Linked DNA regions of Ovis aries: region 1 is linked to region 2. The links are chromatin contacts, called in public Hi-C maps. All regions are on one chromosome and are shown on one strand. Each heading gives the region's core, a stretch centred on a gene start, on an enhancer-like site or on the middle of the called end of the contact. The rest is flanking DNA. Distances are from core to core; before and after follow the strand shown. Region 1 has its middle 77 kb from the start of DYRK2. Region 2 holds the start of DYRK2 (dual specificity tyrosine phosphorylation regulated kinase 2).

Region 1 (5,113 bases), core at 600-3,099, 78 kb before region 2:
TCTGATCAGCTCCCCTCAGCTTTATATAAAACAGCTTTATTAAGATATGATTTACATACCATACGATGCACCCATCTAAAGTGTATGATTCAGTGATTTTTAGTATATTCACAGATATGTGCAACCATCAACACAGTCAATTTTAGAACATTTCTCAAAAAGAAACACAAAATCCTTTATCAGTCTTCCTATATTCGCCCCTTCTCTTGCCCTCATTTGTAGGCAGTCATGAATCTACTTTATGTCTCATAGATTTCCCTGCTCTGGGCATTTTGTGTGAATAAAATCATATATGATCATACATGGCATTTCACTAGAATGAAATCATGTGTGATCATACATGGTCCTTTGTGACTGGCTTCTTTCTTTTAGCATAATGTCTTCAAGATGCACCCATCTTATGGCCTATGGCAGATCTTCTTTTCTTTTTAGAGCCAAATAACATTCCATTGTCCGGATATACCCCATTTTGTTTTCCTTTCATCAGTTGATGGATATTTGGGTTTTTCCACCTTCTGGCTATTATTAATCTAAATAAATCTACCATAAACATCTGTGTACCAGTCTCTGTGAAGACAAATCTCTCGGCATGTGTACAACCTGCCTGAATGCTCTGATCGCATCCAGAGCAGAATCAACAGCAGGGGCTTGGATGGGATAAGGTGGTCCCATATTTGCCTGTCAAGGGAAGGGGCTTCAGTTTTACGCACATGAAACACAGCCTTTTGTTTGTTTTATGATAAAAAAGAGTTTCTTTGTTTTTCTCCTACTACCTCTGTGCCCACTCACATTTTTCTCCCAACTGGTAAGGAAAAGGAGGCAAAATTCAAGGACCTGGCTGATTTAACCATTCCTGGTAACAAGTCTAAACTTTCCTCTGTTTACGAACCCATTTGTGCCCTCATTATCCACTAAATGCCCCCCTCGCTCCAGGATGCTTCTGAGTAAGATAACTAGAACTGTGACCGACCACCAGCCCCTCTCCCTCTCTTCCGCTGGTGAAGGCTTGGCCACCTGCCAGTCACAGCAGAGTGGCTTTATTCCTTCGGTACGTGTTCAAGAGGACCCCCTGTGTGTGCAGCTTCTGGGCATATCTCTGTTGCTAGGGCAAGAGGAGCTTCCAGGTTGTTGTTGTGGGTCTGGGGTGGGGGTGGGGTGTGGGGGAGGGGAGGAGGGGTTCAGCTTTGAACTTTACTCAAAGTGCATCTGAGCCTCATTGACTATCTGAGTCCTTATCAGATCTCCAGGATCCCATGGTGGCTCAAATGGTAAATGCAGGAGACCCTGTTTGATCCCTGGGTCGGGAAGATCCCCTGGAGAAGGGAATGGCAACCCTCTTTAGTATTCTTGCCTGGAGAATTCCACGGACAGAGCAGCCTGGCAGGCTACACTCCATGGGATCACAAAGAGTCATCTGCGCAACTAACACATTTCCAAAAAGAATAAATAAGCATGATAAAGCACATTGAAATTTCTATCAGCTCTTCACTGTAGATCCCATCCCAGCCAGCGCCCATGGAGCTGGGGTGGTGACCTCTCAGGATGCCTGGAGATGGCGGCCTCTTGCAAAAAGTTGCTCCAGGACCTGCAGAAGTTGGCCCCTGTGACCTCGTGTTCATTGTACTCTTGTACTCCAGCTACTGATTCTTGTCTGTCCGTCTTCTCTGTTTCTGAAATGTCCACCCAGGCAGTGGTGTCCTGGGGTCCGTTTGTACCAGCCCCTGAGAGCTGCTTTCCTACCTTTCCAGCTCTGCGTTCAGTCCTGTCACATTGGTAGTTTAAAATCAGCCAGGGTAAGTATTTACTTTACGGAAATGGGCACATGCCAAGAATCAGGGCTTTGTTTACCTCCTGGAGAGTCTGTTGTTAAACATTTACTAGCACATAAGTGCTCACGGGTCCCTGCTGCTCTGCAGTGGAAAAGAGCTGCCTCTCTGGTTTTGATGGGCACAGTGGAGTCTTCAGTTAATAAAAAATAAGAGTTGCAATAATAACAAAAAAGCAAGCAACCCAATCAAAAATTATTGCTGAGTAGACAACAAATCCTCCAGCACTGGGGGTACAATGCCTTTTTCCAAGAACAATTTGTTACTATAATCTTAAAGGAAAAAAAACTCCACTGGTGAAGAGGAAAAGGGAACGTGTATATTTTGAAGGTCCCACCATTCTCTATTTTGGTTTTGGGGTTTTTTGCCAATTGTGATAGTTAATGGGGACCCATTGGGACCAATTTAGTGCAACAGAATAATTAAATTTAACTGTTTATGGTCTTTGGGCTTCCCAGGTGGCACAGTGATATAGAATCCACCTGCCAATGCAGAAAATGCAAGGGACGTGGATCAGGAAGATCCCCTGGAGTAGGAAATGGCTACTCATTCCAGTATTCTTGCCTGGAAAATTCTATGGACAGAGGAACAAGGTGGGCTACAGTCCATGGGGTCACAAAAAGTCTGACATGACTGAGTGATTAAGCATACACATGGTCCATTGAGGCAAAATTCTGAGATTCTCCAACATGTTAAGAATCTCAGCTTTAGATTTATTTCTCAGCTGGTGTGTGAGGTGGTCCATGAGGAAGTCAGTGATGCTGTTGAGTACTGAGACTCAAAAGGCCCCAAGTGATGGATAGATAAATGGCAGAAGGGTCTTGGGCATCTCCCTTCAACCAGAACTGTCAAGCATCCTCTACGTTGACAGGCCCATCTCAGCCTCTTATAGAGCAGAGGGAATACACCATATGACCTTGACCTTGACCTTCTGAGGCTTTAGAGTTGAGTTGAGCAGCTATGTGAAGCAGTTCTGTCTCTCCTTTTTTTCAAAGAGCATACTCCTGGTGATCTGTGTTCAGCCACAGAACTCTGTGTGACATGCTGAAGATGCTTTGTGGAAGGTCCCAGCATGACAGGACCAGAAACACAACCAAGTTGAGCCCAATAAGAGCTATGAAGCTTCTTCTGCCCCATATAGAAAAGTCTGTGATAGGATATTGGGGCAAGTGTCATAGTGACCCCAAGAATGTTCATCAGATTTCACACTTAACAAAGAAAAAGGGATGGAGACTATGACTGACCAGAAACTCCTCTTCAGAAGACAATTGCCATGTCATATTGCAAAGACAGGTTCAGTTCAGTTCAGTTCAGTTGCTCAGTCGTGTCCAACTCTTTGCGACCCCATGAATCGCAGGACGCCAGGCCTCCCTGTCCATCACCAACTCCTGGAGTTCACTAAGACTCACGTCTATCGAGTCAGTGATGCCATCCAGCCATCTCATCCTCTGTCGTCCCCTTCTCCTCCTGCCCCCAATCCCTCCCAGCATCAAAGTCTTTTCCAATGAGTCAACTCTTCCCATGAGGTGTCCAAAGTACTGGAGCTTCAGCTTTAGCATCATTCCTTCCAAAGAAATCCCAGGGTTGATCTCCTTCAGAATGGACTGGTTGGATCTCCTTGCAGTCCAAGGGACTCTCAAGAGTCTTCTCCAACACCACAGTTCAAAAGCATCAATCCTTCAGCATTCACCTTTCTTCACAGTCCAACTCTCACATCCTTACGTGACCACAGGAAAAACCATAGCCTTGACTAGACGGACCTTAGTCGGCAAAGTAATGTCTCTGCTTTTGAATATGCTATCTAGGTTGGTCATAACTTTTCTTCAAAGGAGTAAGCGTCTTTTAATTTCATGGCTGCAGTCACCATCTGCAGTGATTTTGGAGCCCCCCCAAAAAATAAAGTCTGACAGTGTTTCCACTGTTTCCCCATCTATTTCCATGAAGTGATGGGACTGGATGCCATGATCTTCATTTTCTGAATGTTGAGCTTTAAGCCAACTTTTTCACTCTCCTCTTTCACTTTCATCAAGAGGCTTTTTAGTTCCTCGTCACTTTCTGCCATAAGGGTGGTGTCATCTGCATATCTGAGGTTATTGATATTTCTCCCGGCAGTCTTGATTCCAGCTTGTGTTTCTTCCAGTCCAGTTATTCCCTGCCATCATCAAGCATCAATATATTTTGCATCACCCTTTGACTTCAGAAGTAATCTGTAACTTAAGCCCCACTTATTTTTTCTATTTGACGTTTATTTTAGTTTCATTAGTTTTTCTGACAATTTCATTGAATAGGATATTCATGAGCAGGGGAATAAAAGAACGGTGCTATTCTTCTACCTCTCTATTTGTTTCCCTAAGCACTTGCAAGAATAAAAATCAGAGATTCTACAGCAGGAGTCTGCGTGCTGCATCCTACGAGCCAAATCTGGCTTGCCACCTGCTTTTGTAAATAAAGTTTTATTGGATAAGTTTATCCATTTACATACACTTTCACACTCAGTTGAGTAGTTGTAAAAAGACTTGATGGTCCACAAAGCTGAAAATATTTCCTATGTGGTTCTGCATAAAAAATTTTTTTCCAACTCCTGCTGTTTAGAAATATGACTTCTTAGTAAAACACAGCTTAAGTCTAGTAAAACAAAAATCTCTTTTTAAAGTTTAGTAAAACAAAAATCTCCTAATCCCTCACTCTTTTGGGGGAAAGAAGCATATTATGATATTGCTTTTAACCAGACTTGAGTTCTAATCACAAGCTTTCATAGGACATCTGACAATAGTTGAATAGAATTAAGAAAAGATTTTATTTGCAGAATCCACAAAGCTATTTCCCCCAGTGTGTGCTGATTACTGAGTGCTAGGCAAGTTGAACTTTTAACAGGAACCCAGAAAGAGGGGAATCAGAGTAATTTTAAGCCAAAATCATGATAGCAATATCGCATGTAAATCTCAAACACATAACTCAGGACAGAGATAATTCATTTCACCGTAGGGAACACGACTCCAAGTCGCAATAAGCAAGTTGATCATTTCAACTGTTCAGTCTACGCTGCTTGATAAAAACAATAATGGAAGAGATTATCTAGCAGATGTGTAAGTTAATCATAAACGTCTTCTGGCTCCCCGCTTTCCAAGGGCCTGATGTGTCTTTCTGATTGAGAACAGCAGGGCTGGGTGACTTGAGTCTGTAGTCAGATCATGTGGATCTCTACCGAGAGTTCGAGAGTCTAGAACAGCTTCTTCTTGGAAGTCAGCCCAGAGCTATCCTGTAGACACTGACACTTGAGGTGCTTT
Region 2 (4,770 bases), core at 1,493-3,992:
CTGAATTCCCCAAAGTTTCTTTCTTGCTCACCCTGCCTATCTGTTATTTCAATCTGGATTTTGTAAACATTCAGAGCAGATGATGTTTTTACAATGGGCAAGAACCAAACAACAGAGTCTTACTAACTGAGTGGAGCCCCTGGTGTCCTGGTTACTATTATCATCAATACAACTCTGGTCTAGTTATAAGTTGTGATGATTAAACATGATAGTATTTGTGAAAGGGTTCTATACAGAGATTAATATAGTATAAGTAGTAATGATGCATTAGAATAATAAAGTTTGAGAGTAAATCCTAGAATTCACCTAGTTCATTCTCCTTGAAAGCTCGGGCAGTGCATTTGTTCATATGTCTATATTTGCCATTAATACAGGTTGGAACCATCAATAATAAATAGAATGAGAGAAGTCCCAGCAATTGTAAATAGTAATTCAGAGGTCAATAAGAATATGATTTTTAAGTCTTTGATTTGAAAGATATAGCATTTATAATTAAAATAGTGAAAGATACTAGACTAATTGCAAATTTTCCTTAAGAAAGCAAAAAATTAAAAAATGGAAATTGCACTTGTCATGTCATGAAGCAATACACTAGGAAAAGTTCTCTAAACATACAGTTTTCCTTTGATCAAAGTTAATGATTCATTGTGTGTGTGATTTTCCTTCGCTGGAAAAACAGTGTTCCTTTTCCTCATGTTTAATGTGGAAATTAATATTATTAACATGGATTCCACAAACTATGACATCTAGCAGTTATTGCTTTTCTTATTCATGAAAAAGCAGAATAGTTAGCTTCTGTTGAAGTATAATAATTATTTGAGTAAAATAACAGTGTCACATTATATCAAAATTGAATTTTTGGCTTCACATTTTTCATTTGAACATCAGTTGTATGGAAGGCTCACTAAGAAAAGGAAAAAGTATGAAAATAATTATTTTGAAAGGGAAGGAAGGAAAAGAGGTGTGAGGTTTCTTAAAAAGCCAAGGTAGTGTAACACAGCACAGGGTTAGATTAGAGGGACTCAGAAAATGAGTTCTAGCTTCAACTCTGCTACTAAGGAATCCCTTTTCATTGAGAATACTGAATATGTTTCCCCAGGCAAATCTGAGTGTGATAGCCTGTGATGACAAGCAAAGGGGACTATGCTCTTCTGGGACCAGATCAGGACCAGATCTTCCTTTGTAAAGGCTTATTATTGGGTTGACTGTTTCAGTGTGGTTCTGGTTTATTAAGAGAAGGCACAGAGAGGACCCGTTTGAGGTACATATTACCAGTCACAATTTTATGCTTTGCCACCTGTTCTCTCTGCCAGTGCCCTCAATCCTTGCTGCCTCCTGTGGGATCCCTGAAGACTCTGAGAGGGTCACACTGTAACTTTGAAACACCCATTTGGGGGCATTTGCATAAAGCTGAGAGTGATGTTGCTGACAGGTTGCTATGACAATTTGCAAACAGTAGAGGGAATGGGTCCCCATTCTGATTTGAATCTGCACTAGCTCAGGCCTGCACACTTGATCTGGCCAGCGGCCGCAGAGTCCCAGGACAGACTTAACGGACCCAGGCCCCCAGGAGAACTTCAGAAACCAGGCATATCTTAGGAAGAAAGCGCAAGACAAGCTTCCCGCTTCCCGTCTCCCCTCCCGCTGAAGTAACAAAACCTGTGACCTTTGCACAAAGACCTGTGCCACAGACGACACGAGGCGGGTGTGAGAAGGGCAAGCAGTTTTCCCGTCTGCAAGGGAAAGAGAGGCTGTATATGGCAAAATAAAAAGGGAAATTCTCCACGTGTCTTGGATGGGAAAGGGAAAGAGACTTTGTGTCTCTGGAGGAGAGGAACTGAAGGTATCGTTTGGGAAGGTGTGTCTCTCCCAGTGGCCGAGCAGGGAAAGGCTCGGAGTTGTTAAGGAAATGGGAGGTGTCTCTGATGTTTATTTTTGCCTAGCAACCCACAGCCAGCTGCTTCCCCGGCAGCCGTCCACACGCGCCTCGCTGCCTCCCCTCGTCCTAGCGACTGGAGAGCGGTCATTTGGTGTCAGTAAACCCGGGAGGGAGTATGTGCGGTGGAGGTGGAGGTGGAAGCGGGAGGGCAGCCCCCTCCTTGGCCCACGTTCTGGGTCACCAGGCTAAGGCTCGGCTCTCCAGAGGGGCTAGACTTACCTTAGCCAGGTGACCCTCGCACAACTAAGTTATTTTCACGATCAGATGGGGCGATGGGGTGGTTAAGCCACTGGGACCCGGAAGGCGGGGAGGGGGGCGGGCAGTATTGTCTGCGAGCAGCCATTAGGTTCGGCAAGCTGAAAATGCATACGTGTTTGGGGAAAGCGCTCGGAAGGGGAGGGGGGTTTTCTGCAGTGATTTCGGTGGGAGGGAAGCGGTGGTGGGTTGCGCTGGGCGGGGAGAGGACGAGGCCGGGGAGGGCAGAAGGTCGTTAGCTGAGGCGCCGAGGGGAGCAATGCAGATGGCCGGAGGGGGAGGCGAAGGGCGAGCGGAGGCTGCGGAGTTTTCCGGGGAGTGGAGGGGTGTCTACGCCGAAGACTGGGGGCGGGGGCGAGCGGGGAGGGACTTCGGTGGGCGGCTGGGTGGGGGAGGGGTGGACGCGGGAGCGAGTGGCGCGGCGGCGGCGGTGGGGGAGCCCGGGGGCGGGGCCTGCCCGGCGGCGGAGGGAGCGGGGGCGGGGCTGCCCTCCTGGGCCGTGCGGCGCGCGGGCTCCCGGCGAGTGTGCGCGGGGGCGCGCCTGCGCGGGCCCGGGAGGAGGCTCCCGAGCGAGTCGGCCCAGGCGGCGCAGCCCGCCGCTCCCCCGCGCCCTATGCGAGGGAATCGGGGAGGCCCGCGGCGCGCCGGGGAGGGCGAGGCATGTGCACGGGCCGGAGGGTGCTGAGGCCGCCCGAGGAAGAGGAGGACGGCGGCGGCGGCGAGGAGAGCGGGGGGCTCGCGGCGGCGGGCCCGGGCCGAGGGGATGCAGCGGACTGTGTGTGTCTGACTGTAGCTGACGCGAGGCGGCGAGGAGGCGCCGGAGATCCGCCAAAGGGGCAACCAGGGGGCGGCCGCGGTGGCGGCCGCGAGAAGTAGCAGCAGGACGGGCGGCGGCGGCGGCGGAGACGGCAGCCTTGAGATGCATTTTCTTCTCCAGCGGCCATGTTAACCAGGAAACCTTCGGCCGCCGCTCCCGCCGCCTACCCGACCGGTAAGGAGGCCCGGGCCCCGCTGCCCCCGCCGGCCCCCGGGCCAGCCCTCGTGGCGCCGGCGCCCGCTGCCAGCAGGACCTCGAACAAAGTCTGCGCCGTGACTGGGCGGCGCGGGGTTCCCCGGGTGGACGGCGCGCCCTCGCCTCAGCTCATTGTTAACACGCGGGCCCCGAGGCTCCTCGGAGCGGAGCCCTCCGGCTGGACTGGAGCCGTTCCTGACCTCCCCAGTCTGGGGCTCGGCGATGCGGCGGCGCCCGGGTCGGCAGTCCAGTCCCGCTCCGGGCCTACGGACGCCCGCAGAGTGGACCGCCGGCCCGGCTCAGCCCGGCTCCCTGGCGGGGTCGCGAACTCGCTCGCGCGCGGGGAGCCCTACTTAACTTTGCAGCCGCCGGAGCCCCGCCCGTGGGCGCGCCGGGTTTCTGCGTCCCAGGCCTCCCGCCGCTCCTGGGGCGCTCGCACTCAAGGTCCCTGGCTCGGCCCCGGGGGAGAGCGGGCTCCGCAGCCTGGAGGGGTGGGGTGGGGCGGGGCGGGGCCACGGGGTCCCAGTGACTTTCTCCCCCTTGACCCTCTTTTGTCTCCTCCCGCGCGTGGCTGCCAGGCCGAGGAGGGGACAGCGCCGTCCGCCAGCTTCAGGCTTCCCCGGGGCTTGGTGCGGGGGCCCCCCGGAGCGGAGTGGGGACCGGCCCGCCCTCCCCCATCGCCCTGCCGCCTCTCCGAGCCAGCAACGCTGCCACCGCAGCCCACACGGTGAGACCCAGCCCGTGGGCGGCTGGGATGGGGACGAGGGGCGGGAGAGGGGCCCGGGGCACCAGCACCCGGACTTGGGAGCTTCTGCAGCCGGGAGAGGGGAGAGAGGTCGAAGTGCGAGTGTCTCCACGGCCCTGGCCAGTGGCCTTTCCGGGACGCCGCCCTCTGGAACTTGGGCGAGCCTAAAGCTGCAGCCACAAAGGAGGATTCGTGGCACGGGCCCCTCACTTCCCCTCCGGAGCCCGCCCACCCCTGCGCTCCTCTTGCTTCGAACTTCCTCCGGCTCTCTTTCCCCTCTTTTTTTTCCCCGGTCCTTGCTTCCTTGAGCTCCTTTCCCAGACCCGATAAACATCCCTCCCCCTCCGCCACCAAGTTGGGTAGTGGATATTTATAGAAATAGATCTGTGTTAGGGTCAGCCTGGCTGTCCTGCCCGGAAAATAGATCCCCCAAAGAGCCTCGCAGGCCTGGCCTCAGCCAGCAGGGAGCACCGCCAGTTGTCCCCCGCGTGTGGAAGCATGTTTTATGAGTGCTACAGGTTTGAGCATAGCAGAAATTGTAATTAACATTAACAAAAATAAGAGCCGCAGCTGCAGTCAAAACAAGCCACCCCTGTAGGTTTCTGCAGTTGGGTATTCAGAAGGAAAAGGCCAGCTTTGCTTCCCAGGGAGGTGGGAAGGGCAGGGCACTTGAAAGGGCCAAGAGGGAGGTGAGAGCCCAGCACCAGACCCGTGGCTGCAGAGATCGGCAAGCTGGACTTGACTTCAGCGTGTACCTCTTTTCTCAGTGCCAGAGAGAGCCCTTGGATGGTGGCTGACAGCCTAGCAGAGCTGTGCACC

Evidence for each region. Hi-C and Micro-C count contacts between places; a contact is called where the count stands out from the background.
Region 1: a Hi-C map of liver shows a contact between it and region 2, with 2.8 times the contacts expected there. The contact joins the enhancer-like site here to the promoter of DYRK2 in region 2. A contact is called at or near these places in 2 of 16 Hi-C or Micro-C datasets (both in liver).

Annotation. Positions count from the first base shown.
Region 1 is chr3:152,374,582-152,379,694 of ARS-UI_Ramb_v3.0, reverse strand. No RefSeq gene overlaps it. Among named protein-coding and RNA genes, the nearest start is that of DYRK2, 77 kb to the right of the region's middle. Within about 2 kb of position 1,849, at least 11 of the 54 cell types and tissues checked have an H3K27ac peak or open chromatin away from gene starts, as enhancers often do. A contact at or near this core is called in liver, where this site is marked.
Region 2 is chr3:152,298,315-152,303,084 of ARS-UI_Ramb_v3.0, reverse strand. DYRK2 (dual specificity tyrosine phosphorylation regulated kinase 2) reads left to right here and starts at 2,742. Exons shown (of 2, transcript XM_027967475.2): 1 at 2,742-3,185.